Linked DNA regions of Mus musculus: region 2 is linked to region 1. Evidence: chromatin contacts called from public HiChIP or PLAC-seq data. All regions are on one chromosome and are shown on one strand. Each heading gives the region's core, a stretch centred on a gene start, on an enhancer-like site or on the middle of the called end of the contact. The rest is flanking DNA. Distances are from core to core; before and after follow the strand shown.

Region 1 (6,644 bases), core at 1,450-3,949:
TGGACTCAGGTCCTCTGGAAGAGTGTACTCCATGCCCTTAACCACCCGACCATTTCTCTAGCTCCCAGAAATAACTTGAAATGATCCAACAATCCCGAAGTGCTCTTTTCCTGGTGTGAGTCACCTGCCATTGGTGTTTGGTCAGTTCTCTTGTCCCAAACGCTCCCTTTCCAGTGTAGAGGCAGGGGCCGTCTTTGAAGACCCATTCGTAATGCTGCTGTGTCTTTTTCCTAGAGAAACACTTGCAGTTTCCTTGCTGGCCTCAAAACCTGAAGGGCTGGATGGGTGGCTCAGTGGTTAGGGGCACTTGTTGCTTCTGCAGAGGACTTGGGTTCAACTTGCAGCACCCACATGCCAGCTCACAACCGTCTGAGACACCATTCCTAGGAGATCAGATGGCCTCTTCTGACCTCCACGTGGTGTGCCTACATATATGCAGACAAAACAGTCACACACCTAAAATAAGTAATTCTTTAAAAAAAAAAAAAAAGCAAAACAAAAAACCCGGAAGGAACCCTTTGTGGCACCATAGGCCCAGGGTTAGGGGGGAAGGGCAGAGGGAGCTTCAACCCCGGATACCTCAGACATGAGGATGGAAAGGCTTGGCTCCCTCCCCACTCCCAACCTGGTGCCATATAGGGGCTCCCCTACCATCAGCCCCAGTAAGAATCTATTGCCCTGACAGTTACCAGGCTTCGGTCCTTGTTTGACCTTATAAGGTTCCCCCACCCCCACGGTCCCTTTCCCATCCCCTCCTCAGACCCTACATTCCCTGGATATGCACACAAAGCATCTTCCATCACTCCTGCCCTGACCAGTGGTGCACAGCCACACAAACCTGGCCCCAGAGACCCTGGCCACCTCCCCAGGGGCATAAATACCCCTTTCTCCTCCCAATAAATGAACCAGTTCTTATTTACACTTGTAATCCTATCATTTGAAAAGCTGAGCCTCAAGTTCAAGGCCACTCTGAGCTACACAGTGAGTCCTAGGCTAGCCTAGACTTCACAGTAAGATCTGTTTTACAAAACAAAACAAAGGCCTCATTCTATAGACTTTTTCTTTTTTTTTTTTTTGACAATTTCATACTTGTATAGAATTGACTGCAGTCACATTCACCCCAATAGCCTCTCTCACCTTCCCCCATTTCTGCCAACTCCTTCTGATCCCCTGCCAGTGCCCTCCTTCTCACATCTCTGGCGCCACGTGCAGACTTGTTCAGGTAGTGGCAACTACTGTGTGTCCATGATGGCTGTGGTCACCTTTTATGCGCAGGACCAAATTCTGTAGTGTTCTTTCCATCCTCCTACGTGGTGTTCCCTAGGCCCTGCAGCGGGTGCCAGAGGGGCAATAGGGATGTCCTGCTTCAGAATTATGGGAAGGTCCTAGAGAGATGGCTCAGTGGTGAAGAACACTGGCTGCTCCTCCAGAGGACCCAGGATTGTTCAACAGCATCCGTGTGACAGCTCACGGCTGTCTGTAACTGCAGTCACGGGATCCGGCACTCTCGTCTGGTCCCTACCTGCAGCAGGCATGCTTGTGTGTAAGGCTGAACACCCTTACACATAAAATAAATAGCCAAGCAAACAAATCAATAAATTAAGATTCATACACATAAAATAAGAATAAAAAGAAAACAATGGAGAGAGAGAGAGAGAAGGAAGGAAGAAAGGAAAGAAGGAAGGAAGGAAGGAAAGAAGGAAGGAAGGAAGGAAGGAAGGAAGGAAGGAAGGAAGGAAGGAAGGAAGGAAGGAAATGTCTCAGGACTGATTACTCTTAATTCCATAGTTGATGTGTAAAATATCTCAACCCTAACAGACTTTGGGATGCAACAGGAAATTAAACCTACAAGATGGCACAGTGTATAAAGGAAAGTGCTACTAAGCCCGATGACCTGAGTTTAGTTGCACTCTGTGGAGTGCCATTCATGCAAGTTCCCCATCCCCTACACACACACACACACACACACACACACACACACACACATGCATACATACACACGTACATGCATACATACATACACACTCATGAATAGATACACACATGCATACATACACACACATATATGCATATATATATATATACATATATATGTATATATGTATATGTGAGAGAGACATATTGTCTTAGGGCTTCTATTGCTGTGATGAAACATCATGACCAAAAGCAAGTTGGGGAGGAAAGGGTTTATTCATCTTGCACTTCCACATTGTAGTCCATCATTGAAGGAAGCCAGGATTGGCACTCAGGGCAGGATCCTGGAGGCAGGAGCTGATGCAGAGGCCATGGAGAGGCTCCGCCTGTTTTTTAATAGAGCCCAGGACCACCAGCCCAGGGGTGGCCTTACTCATAAGGGATTGGGCCCTCTCCCATCAATCCTGAATTAAGAAAATGCTCTACAGCCTGACCTCACGGAAGTGTTTTCTCAACTGGGGTTCTCAGATGATTCTAGCCCATGACAAGTTGACATAAAACTATCCAGTACATGTACATATACACAGAAACACACATATGTACATATGCACATGCAAAAATAAATAAGAAAATGTCCTGTGCGAGGTTCAGTAACCCTAGCTGTGTATCTCCCAGCAGCTGGGCATCCATTTAGTACTATCTCCCATCATCCTTTGAGCCTTTGGCTTTCTCGTTGTCACGTGGGCTGCGGCTAAGCCGGCCTTGTGGAAATGTGAGCTGCTGCCTCTGTGGGCAGAAGGAATGTCAGTTTATTTTTACTTTCTCCTTTGTATCAACAAGGGAATGCCATCACCCTGGAGCAGAGAGCTTTGACTCATTTCCTAGAAATGCCTCTGGCTTTACTCTGCTCTTGTTTTGTCCTATGTAATTTACTTACTCTGAATTATACCGCTCCATAATTATATATTGTTATACTTTGTTATATATTGTGATCTTTACTATATAAGTTATAAATAGTATATGATATTTTTTTGGTCACAATATTCACTTACCTGACAGCTTGAGACCAACCCAGCCCTTTAACAATTATTTTTAGCCTTAGAAAGACTGTGTCTGAGCAAACCTGACACAGGCTGCCCATGGCTACATAGAAAGATCCTGTTTCAAAATAACAAGAGCAAAAGTGTGTCCAGGATGCCACAGCTGTCTTCACTTAGAAGATGGCTTCATAAGGGACAGTAAGCTAGAGCCTTGTCCCTTGGTGCGTCACACGGAATCCACCTCTCTGTGTGGCTTCAAAAGTATCCCCCAAATCATCCTGGACTCCCCATCCCAAGGAACAAAACTCTGGGTTCTGTTTGCTGTCTAGTTGCTAGGCAACAACATAATTCATCAATACTGCCCTTTGGGGAAGGCTTCTGTTTTAAAGAATGGTATTCTGGGGTTGGAAGTGTAGCCCTGTAGACGGGGTGCTTGCCTAGTGTGCAGGAAGGTCAGTCTGGGTTTGATCCCCAACACCATGTAAACTTGTTATGGTTGTACATGACTTCAATCCCAGTACTCAGGAGATGGAGGCAGGAGAATCACATGTTCAATCAAGGTCATCCTCAACTGCATATTAACTTCCAATACAGTGACAATTTTGGAGTTTTGGGTTCTTTAAAAAAAAACACAGAAATATTTTTAAAATATGTTCTTGTTATAATCCCAGATGTGGGATATGTGGCTACTTTGGACTGACCGCAGCAGCTGACTGTGATTTGTCTTGTGCTCTAGCAGGGGCGTGACTTTGCCAGCTGCAGATAGGTTCTATGAGTGTGTGACATATTAAATTCTGGAACATCTTCAGAGACTATATAAGAGCTAGGGCCCTGAGAAGCAGTGTGGGGAGTGGGGGTCAGGGGGTATTGTTTGGTTGTTGGTTGCTTGCTGTAGGTCACTGTTGATCATGGTTTGTTAAGTGCAGAGAAGAAATTAGGTAGCCTGTCTTTCCCCAAGGAACTTGACACTCAACAGGAAGTAGTCTAACAACAAAAATGTTGCCCCATTTCCCACCCCTAACTTTATGCAGGTATCTCTTTCCCTTTAACCTTTAATCTCTCTTATTTAGTGTTGGGTTGAAAGGGTGATTGAGAAGGGGTGAAGAAGGGTAGAAGAAAAAAACCCACCAAGTAACAAAAGGTGGGTATATTGCAGGCTAGCCTGGGCTACCTGAGACCCTGGCTAAAAGAAAAAAAGACTTCATTACTAGAGACACTGGAACGTGCTTCCTTTTGAGAAACACCACGTAAAACTATGGCCTGTGGTGGTGCATGTCTTTAGTCCCAGCACTGAGGATGCGGGGACAGGTGGGTATCTCTGAGTTCAAGGCCAGCCTGATCTACATAGTGAATGTGAGACCACCCAAGACCACATAATTAGACTCTTTAAAACGAAACATGGAGCCAGGTGTGGCAGCTCTCACCTGTAATCTCAGCTACTTAGGAGTAGAGGCAATAGAATGAAGAATTCCCAGCCAATCCCAAGTATGAGGATCTGTACTTTAAAGTTAATCACATCTGCAAAATCATTTCATACAGAGTAATATTCACAAGGTCTGGGGACAAGGAGATGACCTCTTGGCCATCACTGCACAGCTGGGTACAGGAGTGTAACTTCCCCCGCTTCCTTTGGCCTCTGCTGCTCGGGGCTGCCTTGCGGGAAGGGATGTTTGTGTGGGGGTCGAAGATGCCCTTCAGAGGCCCTGCCCAGCTCCTGCCTGCAGCTTCTTATGTTGGCAGCCAGGGATCAGCTGCCTCCACAGGACAGCCAGAAATGTCACAATGTGTCCTAAAGCCACACTGATGTGCCTCTGATGTCTCCAGCCAACCTCAATCCTGCCTTCTTTCCTTCCTAGTATTGTGTAGGTGCCAAGAGACCACTCTGTCAGCAAGCTGAGAGGAAAATCGAGGCAAGATGTCAGGCCGGAGCGGGAAGAAGAAAATGTCCAAGCTGTCCCGGTCAGCCAGGGCCGGCGTCATCTTTCCAGTAGGCCGGTTGATGCGCTACTTGAAAAAGGGAACCTTCAAGTACAGGATCAGCGTAGGTGCTCCCGTCTACATGGCTGCGGTCATTGAGTACCTAGCAGGTAATTCCAGCATTGAGGGACCCCACAGGCAGGTGTCCTTCACCTTGGGGCAGGCTGCTGTGAATCTCCCAATTCCCGCCTCAAAGATACTTCCAGATAATAGCAGGGCTTTTCCTGGCCTGCTTGGCCAAGGTTGGCTTCTAAAGGCTTTGGGGAAGTAGAAAGGGCATTGGAAAATTGGTCCACATAGGACAGAGAGCCCACATTTAAACTGTTCTAGACCTACCCAGAAAAGTATAGCTTACATTAGAAAATGCTGCATATGGAGTGAGTTGGGGGGAGGGAGGAGTCAGGGCCGGAGTTGTGAGGCTTTTGTTTGTTTGTTTTGCTTTTGGTATACTTAAAGTGAGAGGGTGGCGGGGTGTGTGTGTGTGTGTGTGTGTGTGTGTGTGATTTCAGTTGGTAAAGTGCTTGCCAGACAATCATGAGAACCTGAATTTGATCCCCAGACTTCATGTAAAAACTGGGCACCGTGCCACATACTTGAGATCCTGGCACTGGAGAAGTGTAAACAGGTGACTCCCTGGGGCTTGCTGGCTAGCCAGCCCTGCCAATCAGCGAGTTCTAGGTCCCCGTGAGAGAGCCTGTCTCAAAAATGAGGTGGCTAGCCCCAGAGGAATGACATCTGAGATTGACCTTTTACACACACACACACACACACACACACACGTGCGCGCGCGCGCACGCGCGGGGGCGGGGGGACACACAAACACACTCAAGAACACAGTCTCAGATCAGCCAGGACAAGAGTGGCTTGTTTGGTTTTAACCCAGGGTCTCACTCGGTTGCCCAGGCTAGCCTGACCTCACTATTTCACCAGGCTGGCTTCACACTCAGTTTGATCCTCTTGCCTCGGCCTCCTGTGTGCTGGGGTCACAGATGTGCACCACTCCACCCAGTGGGAGAGATGCACCCTGGGCTTCTCACTTAACTCCGCTGGATGGCTAAGTTGTTCTCACGTCTTAAGCAGAAACGCAACAATGTTATGGTTGCCTTTTAAGAAATACATATGCAGCTGGGTGTGGTGCACATCTTTAACTCCAGCACTCAGGACGCAGAGGCAGGTGGATCTCTGAGTTCAAGGCCAGCCTGGTCGACAGAGCAGTTCCAAGACAGCCAGAACTACACGGGAGAAACCTTGTCTGAAAAACAGACAAACAAAAATCTATGCAAGGAAAATATGCACAGCCTAGAGAATTAAGTGGGATGAGACCCTATAGGGTCAGTTTATTCTCAAGTAGCAATGTTTCTAACAAAGTCTTAGTTTGTTATTTCCCCCTTCCCACAAGCCAAGGCTAAGTACCTCGAGAATCCTGCCCTTTTTTTTTTTTTTTTTTTTTCAAGACAGGGTTTCTCTGTAGCCCTGGCTGTCCTGGAACTCACTTTGTAGACCAGGCTGGCCTCGAACTCAGAAATCCGCCTGTCTCTGCCTCCCAAGTGCTGGGGTTAAAGGTATGTGCCACCACAGCCCGGCGAGAATTCTGCCTTCTTGAGAACCCTCCCAACAGTTTAAGTACTGAGGCAGCTGAGGCAGATGGATTTGTATGAGTTTGAGGCTAGCCTGCTCCACAGAGTGAGTTGCAGGCCATCCAGGGCTACACAC
Region 2 (6,644 bases), core at 2,230-4,729, 470 kb before region 1:
ATGCTACCCACCAAGCCTTGGAGGGTTTAGAGGAAGAAGGTAGGCAGGAAGGCACCGGGGAAATCCAGCCCTCTATGTGATCATAACAGAGTGTCTATCCCAGCTTGCTCTGGAGGGAGCTGGCTGGTGTCTGTTTGGAGCAGGGGGTCAGAGTCATGGGCAGTCAGGACGGTATGGGACCCAAGCCCCATACTATCTTCAGCAACTCGTGGCCTCAGGATCCTGTCACAGGACTGGAAAAGACTTCCTGAAAAGATGTTCCAAAGACTGCACAGGAACCTGGGGCCCAGGATGGAAAACCAAGAAAAAGACTGGATATTTGGTCTGGAGAAACCCCTCCCGAACTTCTCCAAACTGCTCTACCTTTCAGAGCAGTGCGGCCCTGAAGTTTTGTGTGTTTTTTGTTTTGCTGTTGTTTTACAACAAAAGCTGTTTCTGAGATTCTAAATCACCATTATCACCACCACGTAACTTTAATTTTTTTTTCAGTGTCTATTTTTAATGATGGTTCTTAAACGCTTTAACCTCCCTTTTAGCCCACCACCCACCACTTCAGTGAAACATTCCTTCATGTGTTTGCCCCAGCAAAACACCATCTAACAGACTTTGGACCAAAGAACCCTTAAGTTTCCACTTCACCACTATCATCACCACCATCGTCATCATCATCACCACCATCAATCACTACCACCATTACCAACATCTACTGGCATCTATCCCTGCCTTTCCTCTTCACTCTTTGTAAATGACAGGAGCATCTGCCTACTTGTTCAATGCAAACTTATCCAAACCAAACCTAGGGCTGATTCCAGACATCTCTTTCCTCACAAGCCACACCCACCCCTCATCAAGCCCTCCTCTACCAGACAAAGCTACCGTTTTGATATCTCGTGACAGGACACTGTTGTCTACAAAGTGCAAGTCTGAGATGCATGTAATCAAGTTACCAAAAAAAAAAAAAAAGGTTGTAAAAGAGCTTTCTGCAATGTTTTGAGTAAGTTCATGATTTCTTGCTGGGCCAAAGTCACAACCACCCTGGGGTGTGCGGGGCCTGCGAGCTAGAAATAAGCCAATTCAACCTCTGGCCCCCATGGTTTCACAGCCTCCACCTCAGCGCCTCCCTCCTATCACTGGATCTCCCTAGCTGTCTTCTGAACGACAGGTTAGATTCCACACCTGTCTCCACATAAACCTTACTAGTGGCCTGTGCCATAACAGGAAATAAGTAGAGTCTCTGGTTTGGTTTACCTTCAACAGCTAGGCAGAAGTTGCTGTCCTTTGCAGAGTTAAGAAAGACAAGAGTTCCTTTCTTGTCACTGCCCCCACCCTCTGGCTCTCCACCGGACACTCATTACATCATTAGCATACACCTGCATCTGAGGTTAACCTCTTCTGTGCTTTTACACATTTGCTGATTGATCTGTTAAGGAAGGAATCTAAGGTTGTCTGGGCTGAATAGAAATGGTCAGACCTCATTGTTTCAGAGATGCAGAGAGAGTCTTGGATCCAGTTGTATATATAGCTGCAGACTTACCCAAGGACACAGATGCATACAATCATTACCTTGTTCTCGATCCATGATTGGAGCCATTACTGTCAAGGATAGCTTCCCTCTAAATGTTCCTGCCAGGTTATCATGAAGAGAAATCTCAGCACATGTTCTCAGGCCCGTGCAGATAGCGACAATGCTAACCTTTATGAGCAGGTAGCCACAAAACCGGTTCCTGTAACTTCACTTAAGACTCAATTGTCCGTCCTTGCAGGAAAGGCCTGCTCAAGGACATTCGAGAGACAGGATTCAGGAAGCTAACAGATGTGTGCCCCTCACCCCCCCCCCCCAAGGATCTAGCCTTGTGCGCTGCCTCTATGTGAAGGAGCACCTCTGTAAACTCTAGGATACTTTATCCAGTCTATGCTTAATTAATGTGTGTGTGCTTCATAATGAGATGTTTCTAAAAACAAAACAAAAAGTACAGTCCCTGAGAGATGGCTCAGGCTCACGAGGGCTTCCTGTTCTTGCAGAAGACCTACGTACGGTTCCTAGTACCCACGTCTGTTGGCGTACCACTCACTACCTATAACTTCAGCTTCAAGAAATCCAACATCTCCTTTGGATGCAAGAGCACCCACAGACTCAATGACATTCAGACAGTCTCTCTCTCTCTCTCTCTCTCTCTCTCTCTCTCTCTCTCTAAGTAGAAATACCAGGATTAGCACCTGACCTGCCCACCTCCTGAACACTCCCCCCCTCTCAGCCCAGGGAACTTGTCTACAGGTGCCATTTCCAGATTCACCACCAGAACTTTCAGAGCTTTTGACTAGCAGCTATGCATTTAATTACCGATTGTCACAAACACAGACTGTCTGGTTCTCAGGCTCTGCACAGAGTCAGGCTAGGCCGGAGACAGGAAAACAACAGAAGACAGCTGGGAACATTTACCAAGGAAAAACGATTCATAGCTACCTGTGGCCCAGCCCACCAAGGGAAGGCTGGAGGGAGGTCAGACCCTGGCTGAGTGAGTGAGTAGTGACTAGGTTTGTAGAAGGTCCTAGAAGAGGATTTTCTGGGAGAAGAACTTTTTTTTTTGGGAGCAGAGTTGGAGGGCAAAAGGGAATTTCCATGGTCAGCTGGTTGACGAGCCTGGGGCAGATCTGTCTCCGGAAGTCTGCTGCTCCAATGGAACACCCTGGACTGGTGACCTTCCAGGATGTGACCATCACTCTTACACACTCACTTGCTGTTTTTGTTTTGTGTTTTATTCAGACTGAGTGTCACACAGCCTTGGCTGGCCTGAAACTTGCTATGTAGACCAGGCTGCCCTCAAACTCAGGGATCCACTTGCTTCTGTCTCCTGAATGCAAGGTATCAAAGGTGTGCGCTAGGATGTAACTGCAACAACAACACACTTGGTATTTTGTTTTGTTTTGTTTTGCTTGTTTGTTTGTTTGTTTGTTTTCGAGACAGGATCTCACTGAGTAGCTCTGGATGTCCTGGAACTCACAGTGCAGACCAGATTACTCACATAGATCCGCCTGTCTCTGCCTCCTCCTAACTGTCTCCACTGTCGCTGTCCTTTCTCGCAGTATTCAATCACACCCGTGGAAAGCCAGCCTTATTTTTGACGGTACTTAGGAACTCAGGCTCTTAGGCAGTCCTCTATCACTGAACTACAGTGCGAGCACCCTGTTTTCTAATACAGAACTGGGCACGCTCGCCCTTACTCCTGCGCCTCTCCAGGCCACACGCTCCCACGCTGAGATACAAATCGAGGACAGGATCTATGCACAGGAGCGCTCCTTTTTTGAGTCTCGCCCCCTTCTCTCACCCGGTCCACTGTAGCCTAAGCCACGCCCCTAGAATAGAAACAACGCCCCGACAGCGCGACACGCCCCCGACACGCCCCTTCGCGTCCATTGGCTGCCCGCATTGTCCGCTCCCTGGCCCGAGCGGTGATTGCGGCGCGCCTGAGTCAGTCCAGGGAGAGAGCGCGGGTGGCGGGCCAGGCCGCGGGACAGCCGCAGGTGGGGCCTGGAGCGGTGGCCGGATCGAGGCAGCCCCGCAGCCCCGCGCGGGAGCCAAGATGCCTCGCGGGGACTCGGAGCAGGTGCGCTACTGCGCGCGCTTCTCCTATCTTTGGCTCAAGTTCTCTCTCATCATCTACTCCACCGTGTTCTGGGTGAGTGATGGAGCCCGTGGAGCCGGGGTCGGGGTGGGGTATGGGACGGTCCACACTCCTTCGATGGCCCCCTAACACTCGACCCAGGCTTGGGTTCAGCTTCAGCCACTCAGAGAGGCCGCCGGGAGTGCGGGAGGGCTTCTCGCACCACTTCCCTGGGAACCGGGATACCTTGGCGGCCCCAGCTCTGCTCGGTTCCAGCAGCCCAGTCAGTCCTCAGCGTTCGAGCCCTGTTGCCCACAGGACGCCACTTTGTTCACCTATGCTGCTGAGCTCCTACCTAATGGGGTCCGGCTCGCCAGCCGAGTCTGCTGTGCATCCTCTGGCTGCTGTGTAGGGCGCGGGTACGTTGTTGACTGCGCCCACCACGCCTTCAGGGTGTGACTCTCCACAGCCTGGCCAAAGGTGGGCAGCTTTTGTGCTTGTGGCCACCTGGATTCCAAGTCTGGCCCCTGTTGCTACTTGCCTGTGCCTTTCCTCTGACCAAGATGTTTCTCTTGGGCATCTTGCTTTCTTCCTTGTTGGAAGGAAATGCTTTCTTGTTGGAGTGCGGCATTCCACTTGACAACCCGGCGGCTCCTGGATGGTGTTGCTATTTTCATGAGGTCTGGCATTGCCCATAGAGGATCAGGATGGCATTGGTTGCGCACAACCAGGCTTTGAATACTACCCGCCACTTCCTAGCTGAATGGTCTGGAAAGTTCCTTCATTTCTCTGACCATAGTTTTCTCATCTGTAGTTGGAGACAGTAGTTATTAAACACTTGGATGGTTGTGGAAGTAAAATAACGCAGGCCAAGATGAGGCCACAGAGAGCTAAAAAAAAGGGGGGAGATAGTAATAATATAATTATTATATTATAATTATAAAAACATTAACAATAAATAATAATTATTAGTATTTATTGTTATTGCTATTGTTTTTTGGGTTTTTTTTAGAGACAGGGCCTCTGTATGTAACTGCCTCTGTCACCCAAGTGCTGGCATTAAAGGCACCTATTATTATTGTTGTAGTTATTGTTGTGACAGGGTCTTACTATAGCTTAGTCTAGCTGGTGGTGGTGTATATGTGTGTGTGTGTGTTTGCTTATTTGTTTTGAGACAGCATCTTATGCATTTCTGGTTGATTTAGAACTCACTAAATAGTCCAGGCTAATCTTGAACTCAGTAATCCTCCTGCCTTAGCCTTCCAAGTATTGGAGTTACAGTTGTAAGACACCATGTCTGGCACCATTAATGTTATTATGGGCAAGAATCTTTGCCTGTGAATGGTATAAGCTAAAAGGTCCCCAGGGACATTTCCCCCCACAGGGTCTCATGTCATCTAGGCTGGTCCCAAACTCACTGTGTAGCTGACAATGACCTTGAACATTGGATCCTCCTGTTTGTACCTCCCACACACTGGGTACTGGGATCACAGGGGTGTGCCACTACCCCTGGCTTATCAGGGCATTTTAGAATAACTGGACTTCAGTCTAGACACGAGGATATCTTTCCACAGGTTGGCCCTGTGTTTACCTCTACAGAAGTGTGTATGTAGATAGGCTTGTCCAGAGATCCCAAAGGGTCCCCTGAAAATAAGGTCCTCCCTCCTTCCCTCCCTTCCTCTACTTTCTCTCCCTTTGTCTTTCTTCTCTTCTTCCTCAGCTCCTTACTGCATTTCTTCTGTGGGCAGGAACTGCTGGGCTGGCCATCAAGACTGCCTTTGAATGGGAGCCCTTTACAAGGCGACCCTGCTGGCAGTCAGTAGATCTTGATTCTAGTCCTGCTATGTCCCAGACTCACTGGCATATTGTAGGCAAATGATATCTGTTTTGGGTCTCAGAAATGTTGGTTCTAGCCTTTGGCTAGCTTCAACTCCAGGTACCCCGAAAGAAAGATTAGCAGTGTTGCTAGGCTCCCAAGGGTAGAGGGTGGGGCAGAGACATGGGGTATGAGTTGCAGGGAGTCTGAAGGTTCGGATAGACGATTTGAGCTATAACTCAGAGGCTCTCACCCAAAGTTGCATCGGAATTAACTGGGAGGTTTCCAACAGATCCCTGTGCCTTGGCACACGTGTTTATTACTGTGTACCTCAGCTCCTCACACAACTGCAGTGTGAGCCAGGGTTGAAAACCCCAACGCTGGATGGGCCTGGGAGACCACAGTGATTCTGCTCAGTTTAGTCCTGTCTATAAGTCAGAGACAAAAGGGAAAGTTGAGGACAAGGGTGGAAAGGTGGGGGGTCCCATTCCCTCTCCCTCCTCACCTCCATTCCATACCTCCTCAGTGTGTAACCACTGGCTCTTCATGCCTCCCCCTTTACACCTGTAAAATGGGAATGTGTTACACTCTGTCTTGCACACCCACAGCATCCCTTTTTAGGACTAGTAGTGAGAGAGAATGAGGAAAGAGCTGGCTGAACCTGGTGAGATACAGACCCCCCCCCAAACCTTGTCAAAGTAAAACACAGTTATATAAAATCAGAAGAGCTCACAAGGCCCAAATCACTGCCCCTTGCAGCCCCTCCCCACCCCCACTCCACCCTCTTTAGCCAACCAAGCCTGCTGTGTACCAACCGAGCCATCCCTGACGGTATTTCTACTTTAAAAAAAAAAAAATCTCCCCACCCAGGCCAAGAACTCAGCTGTGGGCAAGGCTGCTGGGACGGCTCCAGGTACCAGAGTGTGACTGCAGGGTGACTGCAGAGTGGCAGCGGGCGGCTGCCGGTTAAGTAATTTGTCTGGATTGAGTTTCCTGCTAATTGAAAAGCATTTACAGAAAAACCCATTATCTGGATGCAATCTCCTGCCTCTCCCCTGGCAAGAAGACAGGTCAGAGCAAGGGTTACTCACTTACCAACCCAGAGTGTGAGTGCTTGCAGGGCAGTGGTGGCCCTTTAGTCCCAGCACTTGAGAGGCAGAAGAAGCAGGTGGCTCACTCTCTCTCTCTGTGAGTTTGAGGCCAGCCTGAGAGGGAAAGGGAGAGAG

Evidence for each region. HiChIP or PLAC-seq counts read pairs in DNA pulled down with a chosen protein or histone mark.
Region 2: a FOXA1 HiChIP or PLAC-seq map of pancreatic cancer cells shows a contact between it and region 1. The contact joins the promoter of Tspan15 here to the enhancer-like site in region 1. A contact is called at or near these places in 2 of 115 datasets of contacts at active chromatin or transcription factors (embryonic stem cells and pancreatic cancer cells).

Annotation. Positions count from the first base shown.
Region 1 is chr10:61,756,121-61,762,764 of GRCm38.p6, reverse strand. Macroh2a2 (macroH2A.2 histone) reads left to right here. Exons shown (of 9, transcript NM_207000.2): 2 at 4,811-5,041. The coding sequence starts at 4,870. Among named protein-coding and RNA genes, the nearest start is that of Mir5108, 15 kb to the left of the region's middle. Within about 2 kb of position 2,699, at least 105 of the 459 cell types and tissues checked have an H3K27ac peak or open chromatin away from gene starts, as enhancers often do. A contact at or near this core is called in pancreatic cancer cells, where this site is marked.
Region 2 is chr10:62,228,053-62,234,696 of GRCm38.p6, reverse strand. It overlaps Tspan15 (tetraspanin 15), which reads left to right and starts at 3,479. Exons shown (of 8, transcript NM_197996.2): 1 at 3,479-3,677. The coding sequence starts at 3,582.